Regions from separate parts of the Zea mays genome. Here region 1 is linked to region 2. A link is a contact called in public Hi-C data. All regions are on one chromosome and are shown on one strand. Each heading gives the region's core, a stretch centred on a gene start, on an enhancer-like site or on the middle of the called end of the contact. The rest is flanking DNA. Distances are from core to core; before and after follow the strand shown.

Region 1 (3,614 bases), core at 260-2,759, 200 kb before region 2:
AGCATGCATCATGGACGACAACGCCATCCGAAACAAAGAAAGAAAGAAAGGAAAAGAAACCCAACAACCACAGCAACGTCGACACTGCATTGGTATACACGACGATCTCGTTGTCACGGCAACTGTTCGTGTTTAATCCGTGTCAATGTGTGTGTCATGCATAATGCGAGCGAGGGCGGGGAGGACCCGCATGGTGGTGGTGGTGGCGCCGCCGCCGTAGCAGCCGCTTTCCGCTCGCTGCAGCAGCACTGACCTGAAAACGTGAGGGCGACTCGACGAAACCAGCTGAGACCATACGTACGCCTTTGCTCTGCTGGACTACAGGCATGGCCTCTTCGACCTCCGTTTGTGCTGTGTGTGCGCGTCCATCACTCCGTCCTTTTGTTTTCCTTTTCGTAAAATGTGTGCAGACAGTGCAGCGGCTATGCGTGCCGTGCGTGTGTGGTCGAGCGGGTCTCGTGTACTGTGCAGTCGTCTCCATCGGCTTGGTCTGCGTCTATATACGGTATAGATGTCCAAACAGTACGGGCCGTCCGTTTGGTCCGTGACCCGGCACGATTTTGGCCCGGTCCAAGCACGGTCCGGCACGGTTAATAACGGGTTCGGGTCGGCACGGCCCGTTAAGCGGGCCGGGTTTGGACGGCTACGAAGGCCCGCGTGCTATGGCCCGGCCCGGCACGAGCTGCAGGCCGGCACGGTGGCGGCCCGTAAGCCAGCCACAGACAGCCTAGCCCTGCGGTTGCACTCGAGGTTGACGACGCCGCCGGCTGTTACTGTCGGCGGCAAGAAGTACGTACGTACACGGCTGCCACCTTCTTCGCTGTCGCCACGTCTGAAGTCTAAACAAAGTCGACGTACACGACCAGTCGATCGAGTGCTCTAGCCTGACTTGATTTGGTGGCTGCGCAGCAGAGAGCACGCAGCAGCCGTCACCACCACCGCGACCTACAAATTGAAGAGCGAGGCACCATGGCTGGCTGCACTGCACACCTCCACGAAAGACAGACACTAGCTAGCTAGTGATTCGATCCGAGTGGCACGCGGGCCCCATGCATGCATGTCGTGCTGCCTCACGAGATGGCGACGTCGCACGCCATGCTCTGGAACGGCCGCGCAGACGACGGCGGAGAGAGGGCGATGACCACGGGCGAGCAGAACGCCTGCAGGGAGTAGCGCCTGCTGCTGACGCCGCCGGTCTCGAAACAGTGCGGGCCAGTGTTGGACACGGCCCGTTAGGCACGGTGGGTTTTCGGGCCGGTCCGGCACGATCTAGACATGGACGTGCCGTGTTTGGGCACACAGCTGAGCACGTGGGCCGGCACGGCCCGACCCGATCTATTAACGGGTCGTGCCTGGCCCGGCACTATTTGGACCGGGCCGAATCGGGTTCGGGTCGGGCCCGTGCCGGGTGGCCCGTTTGGACATCTATAATATATGGGCACGGCGCATGTGTTTCACTGTGGCTAGCTTAGTGGTGGCCGAGCTTTTGACGACGGTCTGAAAGGAGAAGCAAGGGAAAGGGACTCGTCGGTGGCGCGCGTGATCTGCATGGACCCGAAGGATCGTGGATGGATGGATCTATACATTCTCGTTTGTCGTCCTTCACGGCCCGCCTGTGACGCTGCCATGCCAACCGGCGCGCGCACCCCGCGCTCGTGCGTACGTGCGCGGCGGCGCGCGGCGGCGTGGGGACGCCGCCAGAGCGATCAAGGGACCCCGAGGCGTCACCACCACTAGTACAAAAAGGCTCAAAGCCTGCGGAGACGATATATTTTTACAGGCGGTTTCGGTTATCCACCGACTGTGTTATTTCTAGTGACGGTTCCTTAAGAAAACCGCCACTAGAAATCGTATTTCTACTGGCGGTTCCTTAAGAAAACCGCCAGTAGAAATCCATGATTTGTAGTGGCGGTTTTCTTAAGGAACCGCCACTAGAAATACGATTTCTAGTGGCGGTTTTCTTAAGGAACCGCCACTAGAAATCATTTTTATCCTTAATTTTTCGAGTTTTTCAAACGGCCTCGTATGACAAAACCACCAAAATAAAAGTTGTAGATCTCTAAAAGTTATGAAACTTTGTAGTTGACAACTTTTTTGTTTGAACTCATTTCGGTTCTCAAAAATTGAATCTAAGTATGTCAAATTTAAAATTCAAATTTTGCAAAGTACCTCGGATGAAAAAAGTGTCAAAATAAAAGTTGTAGAACTTCAAAAGTTATTTATCTTTGTAGTTGACAACTTTTTTATTTGAATTCGTTTAGGGTCTCAAATAAGCAATTTACACTCAAATGGTTGTAATATGTGGAGAAAACAACTACAAACTAGACACAAGACATGTCATAGACGGAGTGGTAGGGGAGGGTACGCGCGAGGGTGAGGTCGACGGTTCGAATACTAACAACCGCGTAGCGCGCGAATTTTGCTCGAAAAATGCCGCGACTTGCGAAAAATACCGGGTGGGTGGGCCTAATAAAAATAAATTTTTTAACTATTTTTAAAATATGTTTGATTTTCACTGGCGGTTACGAAAAACGCCACTATAAATAGGTTTACAACCGCCACTATAGAACTTCTCTGTACTAGTGCACCTTGGCATGCACGCGCCCGGCGCCGTGCGTGACGTCGCTGCGCATTGGGTGCCGGGGACACGAGTGGGTGACGCATGGGGCAGGCAGGTGTGCGCCGCGAGCCCGCGTCCATGGCCTTAGCTAAGCTTCAGGTGCTCCTGTCCTGTGTTGGCATAGCAACAACATAGCAGGCTCATGCTGTCATCGGCGCTGGTCAACTTGAGAACAGAACTCTGAAAATGATTCTCCCTTTTTTTCATTTGTATATTCTCGCTGGCTTTTTAAAACTTTCGGTCGTTTTAATATACCTGTACGTCCTGTAGGTCTTTGTACCATCAAAAAACATAGGATGCCCAAGGCTATACTCAAGCTTGAATTGATTTGCGTCTAAGGAATAGAGCTAATCATAAGTTCTGTCCAATTGTAACAGCCAACAAACGTAAATCCTCATAATTTGGTCGAAGCCTCGTGATCCAAGTAACCTCACATTGGTGCCATCATGTCTGATTAAGCTCAGCAAAGGCCCTCGGCCGTGGGGAGAAGGACGACCGGCTGATGAGGCTGCCGTTGGCTGGCTGCAGCGCATGGCGCACCTGTGCCCCCACGGGCCAGCGACAGGGGCTGGCACCACGGGAGGCCGCGGCAGCCTCCTGCAGGCGCGACGGCGGCCTGCTCTCGAACCAAGCCGGATGGACGTGACAGCGTGGACTGGGGTGGGGTGCCCGGCTAGGGCTTGCCAGCCAGCCGGCGCGGCGGCGCTGCTCCGCAGCAGGGGCGAGGGGTGCATGGGGTGTGGTCGAAGCGGGTCCTATGGAGGGGGCCGGGGTCCGCTGCATGTGCGAGGTGGCTGAAGAACACGAAGAAGGTCTGTCATGGAATTCCTCGCCGGTTTTTCTTCGGACTCCGGACGAAGAAGACGTGCGAACAAAGGAGAGGGGTAAATGTGAAGCTAGCTGTTGTATATCTAAACCATGGATTTAATAGCGGGTTAAGGGGTTTAGCGGCGTGATTCTCAAAAATGTAAATAACCGACTATATCAGGATATA
Region 2 (3,815 bases), core at 228-2,727:
AAGACTGATTCTTTCGTGGAACAGGCATTTGACGAAGCTGCTAAAGGAGCGAGTCTAGTCCTATGCCCGTGCAGCAAATGTGCCAATAGAAATAGCCTCTCACAACCTTCTAAATAGCCTCTCAGCAAAAGGGGTATTCTGGTCACTTTGCCGAGTGTAACACTCGGCAAAGAAATAGCCCCTCACAACCTCTCACAACCTTCCGAGTGGGTCCAACAAAGATGCCCAACCATATGGCTCCACTGCTTTCAGCTCCAGCATTTCGGCTACATCTTTTCATTCTCCATCGTGTGGCTTCGTTTGATGAGCAACCGCGACTTCACCTATTGGCATTGTAGCTCTTATGGAAGAAACAGGCGACGGACACAACAGTCCCAATCTCGCCAACCACCACTCTCAAATCGGGCATCGTCGCCACTAGTCCCTGTAGCCACCGCCGAGAATCCCAACCGATCCCATTGGTCACCACGACCACCAGTCCCAATCTCGATCATCGACCTTCATCCCCTGTACCGCCGCCACCTAATCCATATGTATCCTCCTCATCTTTCGCCTTTGTCGACCACATCTCCTGAAGCCACCACCTCTACAATTTCGGAGCCGCCGGATAGAGGTGCGAGTGAATCAAGGTGTGTGTTGCCCGGCGAGGAGGCGACTGGGTCCCCTGCATCCTGTGCCTTTAGGTGTGTGTTGCCCGGCTGCATCGTGAGCCAAAGCGTGCGGAGCTGGCCAACAGATGGAGTCAGAATTTGCAAGCTTGATCCTCATCGTTTCAAGGCACTTCTTCGTTGGACCCATTTAGACCTTGTTCATTTATTTCTATCCCATGTAGATTGGACGAGATTAGAAGGGATTAGTAAATATTTTGACTTGCTATGAATTAAAACCCACTCAATCCCATCAAATCCACATAGATTCAGATGAAAATGGACAAGCCCTCATGAAGTTGTGAGGGGCTGCAAACGTCTCGATTTGCATCCGGGATGCACAATATTTTTTCCGGCTCGCATACAAGACTTACAAATATGGATATTATCCGATTTCACATCAGTAACCGACGTAAATTTAGATAGTCAAATCCAAATCCGAATTTGTTAAACGAACTCAGATATATCATTGAATTCTGTACTAAACACAACTTTGATACTAAAATCTATATACACATTTTAGTAATCCTTCTATCCTAATTTATAATTTGTTTGACTTTTTTTTATCATGTTTGACCGACTCGTCTTATTCAAAATTTTCACGAAAAACTGAAAAATTCAAAGCCAAATTATATTATATGGTAAACAATACACAGTAAAAATTGTAATAATTATAATTTTTTTGAATAACGAGTTGGTCAAACTTATGGTAAAAAAGTTAAATAAATTATAAATTGGAACTGTGTAAGTACATATGAATGTGAGATACGAGACAACTATTTCTATTTTCCATCTATAGGCCTCAGCCCACAGCGTGCCTAGCGCTGATGACTGCACAAAGCCGCTTTTCTCAGCTCGTCCGGCGCTGCTCCCCGACCGAGAAAGAAGCCAAGAATCCGACCCCGTCGAGACTCGAGACGCGCCGACCGCCGAAGCAAGCAAAGGAGCGAGATCCCAGTCCACATCGCGCGGCCGCTGCTCCGGCCAACCCAACGGCAGCCCGCCCACCCACCCACCTACCCAGTACACCCACCCTCGCACATCGCAGCCCGACCGCGACTCTTCTCTTCTCCGCCACGGCAGGGAAAAGAAAAGAGACTGGCCGAGCGAGTCCGGCCCCGCGACACCGGCACGGCGCCTATTCGCCCGCTCGCGTTCGGTCGGTCCGTGGCGTGGTCCTGAAGCCATCCTCCTCACAGGCTCGCACCGCCTTCGACTTCTCTCATCCTGCGCCCAGAGCTCCTATGCTCCGCCTTCACCTGACTTGTTCGTCGCTCGCTCCCGGCCCGCTGGTTTCCTCAGGCCTTGTTCCGTGGCTCAGGCAGCGCCTGAGCTGGTGAGGCTAGGCAGGACTCAGGAGTGCCCCCGCCCCGCGAGGCTGTTCGAAGCGACCCAGCTGCCGGGTGGCGGCGGATTCCTGGTGAGTGATTCTGGCATTGGGCTGTGCTTTGCGGGCTTCGAGATGCACACTGCGAGGTGGTGTGCGGTCATGTGGCGAGACTTCCTGCGAAATCTGGGGTGTTCGCGTGCTCGTGTGCTTTGCCGCCTGCTTCGTTCGTGATTTCGCGTGTCGGCGTGCGCCAGATTTCGTTGGGGCTTTGGTGATCTGCGCATTTCTAAGTTTCTGAGTGATGCTCTTTCGTTATTTTTTTTTTTAAAAATGCATTCAAAAAGAAAACTGTCGGCGCGGTTTGTGCGATGACGCTAGATTCGCGCTGTCTATTTTGTGACCTTTTTGTTCGAAGTAAACACTATGGTGCTCGTTTTTCTCTCTCTTACAAATATATTGTAAATGGAACTCGGTTATTAGCAGCTGCGATCCCGCCTTATGATTTTGTGATAGTTTTGATACTACTACTGGTTTTTCCCCAAACAGTTGTATCTGTTATTTCTTGATGTTTCATAGTCAACCTTGACTCTTCCCCATTTAAAGCGAGAATTGGATTCAGCATGTAATGGATTGACATGCTGAGGTAATGCTGTAGTCCTGCTGACGAGAGGTAGTTGTTGGAAACACACACCACGGTCGACCACGACACACACGACCGAATGCACAACATCGGGTTTTAGGGCTAGCACTGATCTAAAAAGGTAGTCCATTAGATGGTTGCATCCTCAACCATATAAATATAAACCATGCTTGTCCACTGGCAATGTGTGACTATTTTTAACAATCTTCTTCTCATGCATTGTGATCCAAGATTTGTTTAAAAATACACTAGGCCGACCTGAGCTTCGATACCAATTGTTGAAATCAAACCGCCGACACACGACACACATGTTGGATCGCCTGCACACGTGGCACACCCGCATACACACCCTGGCTGCTGGGCCGCAACACACACCCGAACGCACAACAACGAGTTTTAGGTCTGTTGGCAACACCCCAAAAGCTAGTCCATTAAGGGGTTACACCCTCAACCATATAACTATATTTGCCCATCCATAACTCATAATGTGGAACTATTCCCAACATTAGTAACATTTGTTCTTAGTTCTTACTCAAATTGAAGTGCATGATTGCTTAGTGCGGAGTCCCTAGCCGCGGGGTTTGAGAGTTTGCCATCAGTTACAGATTCTGATACTCCCTCCGTCCCCAAGTAATTCAATCCCTGTGATCAATGCGCTTATTATGAAAATATGTTCTATCTAATGATATTAATTTGATGTTATAAATTTTGATGGTTTTTTCTAGAAATTCTAGCCAAGTATAAAAACTTTGACTTAAGACAACTCTAGTAGTCTGGGATGGATGGAGTATACACAAAAGCAAGTATGCATATAGGAGTATGTGATTGGAGCCTAACCTTTTGCCTTGTATATCGGAATTAATGATATAATCCAACGAACATTTCAGAGGTGTAGTGTAATCTATTTATTCTGGGATAGAGGGAGTATGCACAAAAGCGAGTATGCATATAGGAATATGTGACTGGAGCCTAACCTTTTGCCTTTTATATCCGAATTAATGCTCTTATGCAACCAACATCTCAAACGTACTGTGTAAGAGAACATTAATGAGCAGCCACCTTTTTCTTTTTACAGGATAAAGTTGATTAATGTCTGCTGTTTTCTTCTGGTTGGTAGGACACTCCAACCTGCCAGGCTTCCTTGTGGTTATAAGGCTTTGTTAACACACCTGGGAATGTTTGGTTACGTTGAGGAAGT

The links. A called contact is a pair of places that touch in the nucleus more often than the background predicts.
Region 1: a Hi-C map of ear shows a contact between it and region 2, with 1.5 times the contacts expected there. The contact joins the enhancer-like site here to the promoter of LOC103637831 in region 2. A contact is called at or near these places in 2 of 25 Hi-C or Micro-C datasets (ear and leaf).

What each region holds. Positions count from the first base shown.
Region 1 is chr9:5,823,571-5,827,184 of Zm-B73-REFERENCE-NAM-5.0, reverse strand. No RefSeq gene overlaps it. Among protein-coding and RNA genes, the nearest start is that of LOC542497, 32 kb to the right of the region's middle. Within about 2 kb of position 1,509, at least 16 of the 20 cell types and tissues checked have an H3K27ac peak or open chromatin away from gene starts, as enhancers often do. A contact at or near this core is called in ear and leaf, where this site is marked.
Region 2 is chr9:5,628,146-5,631,960 of Zm-B73-REFERENCE-NAM-5.0, reverse strand. It overlaps LOC103637831 (beta-1,3-galactosyltransferase GALT1), which reads left to right and starts at 1,477. Exons shown (of 8, transcript XM_008660869.3): 1 at 1,477-2,067; 2 at 3,693-3,815.